Linked DNA regions of Pan troglodytes: region 1 is linked to region 2. Evidence: chromatin contacts called from public Hi-C data. All regions are on one chromosome and are shown on one strand. Each heading gives the region's core, a stretch centred on a gene start, on an enhancer-like site or on the middle of the called end of the contact. The rest is flanking DNA. Distances are from core to core; before and after follow the strand shown.

The links. Hi-C and Micro-C count contacts between places; a contact is called where the count stands out from the background.
Region 1: a Hi-C map of stem cell-derived neural progenitor cells shows a contact between it and region 2, with 2.3 times the contacts expected there. The contact joins the enhancer-like site here to the promoter of NR4A2 in region 2. A contact is called at or near these places in 2 of 7 Hi-C or Micro-C datasets (induced pluripotent stem cells and stem cell-derived neural progenitor cells) and 1 of 1 datasets of contacts at active chromatin or transcription factors (stem cell-derived excitatory neurons).

The regions. Positions count from the first base shown.
Region 1 is chr13:58,909,017-58,911,930 of NHGRI_mPanTro3-v2.0_pri, forward strand. No RefSeq gene overlaps it. Among named protein-coding and RNA genes, the nearest start is that of GALNT5, 370 kb to the right of the region's middle. Within about 2 kb of position 1,380, at least 3 of the 24 cell types and tissues checked have an H3K27ac peak or open chromatin away from gene starts, as enhancers often do. A contact at or near this core is called in stem cell-derived neural progenitor cells, where this site is marked.
Region 2 is chr13:58,359,296-58,361,995 of NHGRI_mPanTro3-v2.0_pri, forward strand. NR4A2 (nuclear receptor subfamily 4 group A member 2) reads right to left here and starts at 1,349. Exons shown (of 8, transcript XM_016949834.3): 1 at 1-1,349.

The sequences.
Region 1 (2,914 bases), core at 130-2,629, 550 kb after region 2:
TACAGCAGACACAGCTTTCTATGGGTTTTATTGATGTCCCTGGGACAGTAGATTCCACTTAAATCTTTCAAGCCCAGTTAAATATGAGAACATGAGGCACTTCAGAGACTGAAAGAACCAAGAAGCCCATCAAAGACTATCCCCTGCTCTAAGGATTTGCCACTCCACACCAAATTCTTTTCCCTGTTAATGTATTTTTAATTTTAGTGACTGTAGTTTTCATATTTTCAGACTGTTGGTTCTGATAAAACACCTAGTTGCAGTCCCTAGGAAATGCTTAATGCTCAAAATTGCCTACAGTTATTTCCTTTTAATGAACTTCAAATATGAGTCAGTACTAAAAAAAAAAAAAAGACGGAAATAGCAGTGTGTGTGTGCATACACACATTTATAGGTACACACACATATGTATATACACATATATATACACACATATATTTGTAAAAAAAAAAAATAGGCTAGTAGGCTTTTTAAATGCAAGAGTAGTTTGCTCTGATAGCACTCCTTTGGTAGTCCAGCTACATTGCCAGTTGCTTCAGAGAGCAAAAGAAACACTCCATAGACTGAGAGTGTTTCTTCTTTGACAAAAAAAAAAAAAAAATGCCAAGAATTCTGCTACTCAAACAAACCTTCCATTGAAAATCTAAATTGCGCTTTCCAGAAAACAACTGGATTACAATTCTTTAAGGAATGAAAAATAGGTGGAAATAACCTATTAAAGTACAATAAGCTGCCAAGGGGGAAAATGCAACATCTTAAAGAAAAGGCAGATCACTAATTTAGAGTCTCCTAAAGAAAACTCTTACATAAAGTCCTGAATTCACACTGGGTTATATCATTTAAAATCATATCATGCAGCATTCATTCCCTGACTCTCCACAAAAGAAATTGAATGCCAGTTATCAAGATTATTATCAATATCCTGGTATTAGTTTTGAAGCATGTTTTAACTAATAAGATGATGAATAACTGTGAAGTAAATTCCCCCAAAATGAACACTGTGTTTCCTCCCTTGTGTTCTTAGTTTGGTTACCTAGGAGAACCAGAGTTCGATAATACACTGATTGAATATTTGAGAATAGGGACATAGTAAAAATATCTTTCAATATTTCCTAAAGCAGGTTGTTTCTCCTCCTGCCTATCATTGGCAAATGGAAAAGGATTTAGAATTTCAGAGACAGCACTTTGCTCATGTGTGCCAGTCATGCATGGAGTGAAATGTGTTAACCTTTAAACAATTTGGGAGTGGATGCAGTTAATAGGTAAGACAGATAGTTACAAAGTCCTGATTAACTACAGAGCGCATAGACATGTGGAAACTTGTATATGGTGAAAGGGAAGAGACAGCAAAGATTATTTACCGTTCTAGAGAACAGGTCCTGGGGAACAGAATGAGGAAATTCTGAACAGCAACATTGCCCTCTTTTGGTAAAACAGTGTACAATGTGTTTACCTCACTTGCAGGTGAAAGCATTTCTTCAGGACACAGACATTTTCCACATCAAGAAAAATGACACAAACTAAAACCGCAGAGAGGGAAAGAGTTCACCTATATACCTGTAAGGTGGACGGAATTTGCATACAGAGTAAAGACACTTGAAGTGACAGGCTAACAAAGAAGCTTTTAGACTCAGTCTTTCTGGGGTCCAGTTTCAGTGACTGCTGGATTATTTAACCCTTGTATTTATCCTTGACTGCTTCAAGCCGTCTGCGTTGTAATCAGAATCATGTAGCACTCGGAATGTGAACAAATAAAACAGGAGCTAGTTCTTTTTGAGTCCCCAGTGCTTAAATACGCAGGCAGTCTGCAGTCTGAGCGGAAGTCACTGAATAAAGAGCCGTATCCCGCAGAAAAGACGTCCCCAGCAGTTTGTGCTTTGTGGCTCTAATGAAGCCTGCGATGATTTAGGACAGTGAAGGAAAGGGGCTTGATTGCATCAAAAAAGAAAAAGAAAACTGTCAGGACGAGACACAATGTTAAACTAATTACTTTTATTCATGCTGTAGGTGCCAACGGCACTCTTTAAATAATACTAATTTCAGGCTTGTCTCCATCTCTAATTTCCTCTCTGTTTTCCAAGTTAGAGTCCTTCTCTCGCTGGATCCGTGTTACGGGATTTTTCTACGTGATACTTCTGGAACTTAGGAGTGTCTAGTGCAAATGCAGATTCATTGAACCAGTTTAGAAGATTATTTATTATATTTTTCTCTTCCTGACTAGGAAATTAATCACCATTCCTGCTAGTCACCTTTGCTAGCTTACGGGCTAAACATATTTGAAGGAAGTTATCAGTTCCCTTTAATGATCACAGTCCTTTCAGGGACGAGGACAAAGCAAGTTCATCTTCTTTTCCTCAATAGTTTGAGAAAAATTCTACTTCATGAAAGGAAGTTAGCATTATGGTCCATTCTTTAGCATTTAATTTATTCTCCCTAAATAAAATACTAGTAAAGAGCAACGAGTTTCTGCAAGTGAAAATATAACTGTAAAATAAATAATTACAGTCCTGGAGTAGGAAAGGTAACTCAGATTTGTATTTGTAAACTGATTTTTCTTCTTCTTTTCATTCTGTGATTTGGAATACCTGGATCATTATGTATATGCTATCATTATTTTCAGAGTAGGGTTTGACAGGACTTAAGAGTTTAATGTTTAGGTCACATTTTCTTCAGAGTATTCATTTGCCAAAACAATGCTGGAATCACTTACTATACCAGGACATTGAATTACATAAAAATTCTGAAAAACTCTTTTGAGATCTTTTGCAATCAATTTAGAAAACCTTAAGTCGGTTAATGCTATCAGCGCTAAAAGTTTACAAACTGCGTTCATATAAATCATCTTATTTTATCTTTACCCAGTAAGGTACTTAAAGATCTATTATTGCCTTCACTTAGCAGATAAGGAATTTGG
Region 2 (2,700 bases), core at 99-2,598:
CAGAATATGACAGGGCCCCTTAAACTACAAATAGATGTAGAATTTTAAATGTAGCTCTGTAGCTCAATTTATACCACAGAAATTGCGAGATGCTATCTTCCTGTTGTTATAACGTATCAGGTCAAGGGATATAAATTGTACCAGGTAATTCATTTTGCTGTTCAGAGAGTCATTAAGTTCCTCCCAGAATATATGTGATTGATATCCCTGGAGGTGAAAGGCTAAAGGAACCATATGGCAACATGTTGCATTCCGTATGCTATCTGCCCATCCGTGCTTAAGCTGTCATTAGCAACATCTGTACCTTACGGAAATCCAGCTGCGCCGACGACGGCTGACGGAATTGTACTTGGGGGGAAAATCTAGCTTAGCGCCATTAACTTGAGACTTACAGTCTATCTACCAGGACGGATGGAAGCTTTCACAATTAGACGAGACGACACGAATGCTTTATTAAAGTTTAATTTTGAACTCCCAATTAGCGAAAGTGCATTACAAATCGATTGCAATTTCCTAGAAGGTGCAGCAAGTTCTCTGCCTGCCTGCCACGTGCAAGACGCTCCACAGCGAGCTTCCCCAGCTCCGGGCAGCAGAAAGGGGATGGTTCAGAGCCGATCTCCGCATCCCAGGAAGTCCCTAAAATCCGCGCCAGCCCCTCCTCCCGCAGGGCGGGGGCGTCCACGGCGCGAACCCGCCAGAGGTGTAGGGGGAAGTGTGGGGGGCTGGTCCGCAGCCTTCGAGGGGTGGGGCGACAGGAGGGAGCGGCCGGGGGAGGAGAAAAAGGCGGGCGGCGGGAGAGGGGGCCTCTATTATCTCGGCTTCTCGGGAGGAGCCTCGTCTAGTCAGTCACGCAGGAGAAGTTTCTCTTTCGCTCTTCGCGCTACACACCCAGATTGGCTTCCAGCGCGCAGGCGAGTGGGGCGAAGGAGGGGGGACAAGAGTCCCGGAAGGGCCGTCCGGCGTTCACACCCACCCCTGTTCCGCTCCTCCCGCCCCAAACAAAGTCCCCCGACTCTAGGTCCAGGATACGTTACCTGCCCGGCGCTCCCGGCCCCTTGGTCACCGCATCCCCCGCTGGGCGCGCCTGGTACGGGTCCCGCTCCCCGGGGCTCACAAAGTGGTCGCCCCTGGCTGGGCGGCTGGGTAGATGCCCCTCTCTGGACATGTTGGGGCGGTTTTTGGGGTAAAGGGAACGCGGGAAGTGAAAGCGGAGGCTGGGACAAGGGGAACTTACTGATAAAATAGAAAAAAAAAAAAAAAAGCCCACAGGGCCCAGGTCCTGGCCGGGGGCGAAAGAGGCCTGTTACCTTTCGGGGGGTCGCGGCCGACCAAGAAGGGAGCCGGGGAGTCGCCCGCCCCCCTCCCCCGGCCCCCGGCCCCCGGCCCCCGGCGGCGGCGGCAGCTGCACACAGAAGCCCATTGTCGCCGGCGTCCGGCGCGCAGCCCCGCGGACTCGGCCCCGCGGCCAAGCGCGTCAGCGGCCCCGTCAGCCGGGCCGGGCCCCGTGACGCGCGCGCAGCCCGCGCTATAAATAACCTGCCGCCGGGCGGCTCGGGCGGCTTTCCAGTGACGCTGGGGCCGAGGCGCGGGAGGAGGAGGGCGAAAGGAAACAATAAAACCGCCCGGCAGCCTCCCAAGTCTCCCTCCTCCCTTCCCAGGCCGCCCGCGGTCCTTCGCGTCGAGCTCCTTTTTCCCCGCCCCGGCCCGCCCTGCGGGGAGCGCGGTTCGCGGGTGGGAAGGAGCCCGGCGTGCTGGCGTCCCCTAGTGCTGCCGGGGCCCCGGGGCGGGAGGGGGTTTTTCCCGCACCCTGGGATGACGAGGAGGGAACTTGGCGACAAGTTTAGTGAGGGGATCGCTGTGTTCCTTTCTAGTCCAGTTAAAATGACCCGAGCTTTTCCCGCTCCCTCACACACCTATTCTAGTACAGGTCGGATGTGTTTTTGTGGTAGTAAGTCCTCAACCGAAAACAAAAGCGAAAAACCTGTCGTCTTCAACGTAAGCATTATCTAGGTTTTTGTGGGGCCAGGCTTGCATTAGTGTTTTCATTCGGGGGGTTGTATTATAGAAAGTGTGCCCCGTAGTAGCAGCGTGGGGAAGGGTTCCAGGACCCAGGCTGTCAGCTCCGGTGCATTTACAGGTCTTTTTGCCGTAGAATTTAGCATAGGCCTGAAACATGGCATAAATGAACTTTCTAAAAGTCTATAATCTCAACGTTAAAGAGCTTACTTTTTAACTCTGGACTTTAATAAAGGCTCCCACTTTAAAAGGGGCTTTCTCTATAGGAAAGTATTAATATTTTTGTGGAGACTCTCACTGCTACCTTCCATACTCAGGCAATTCTGTCACACACCCTGACACTTGTCCTACTCATTAAGGTACCCACATACAACTGGAGGTAATCTGTTTTCTTGGACCAACAATTAATAGACTATAAAACTGTATTTCGTCTTGAGCAAAATGTCTCAGCTATGAACATATTTTCTGAGGTTCTGATGTAGACATAGATATAAATTTGCAGATGCAAGCAAGGTGTTGCAGTGACTTGGCATGGTTAGAGTGAGTTACTAGTGTTGGGGGAAATGGTTCTTAGTTCACTAGTGAGGCAAAGTGGTATAGTAGAAGGCTCTCTGAGCTGGGGTTTAGAAGATAAAGAAATTTGAGTTTTAATTATGTCTTCACTGTACTTTTCTGTGCCACCTT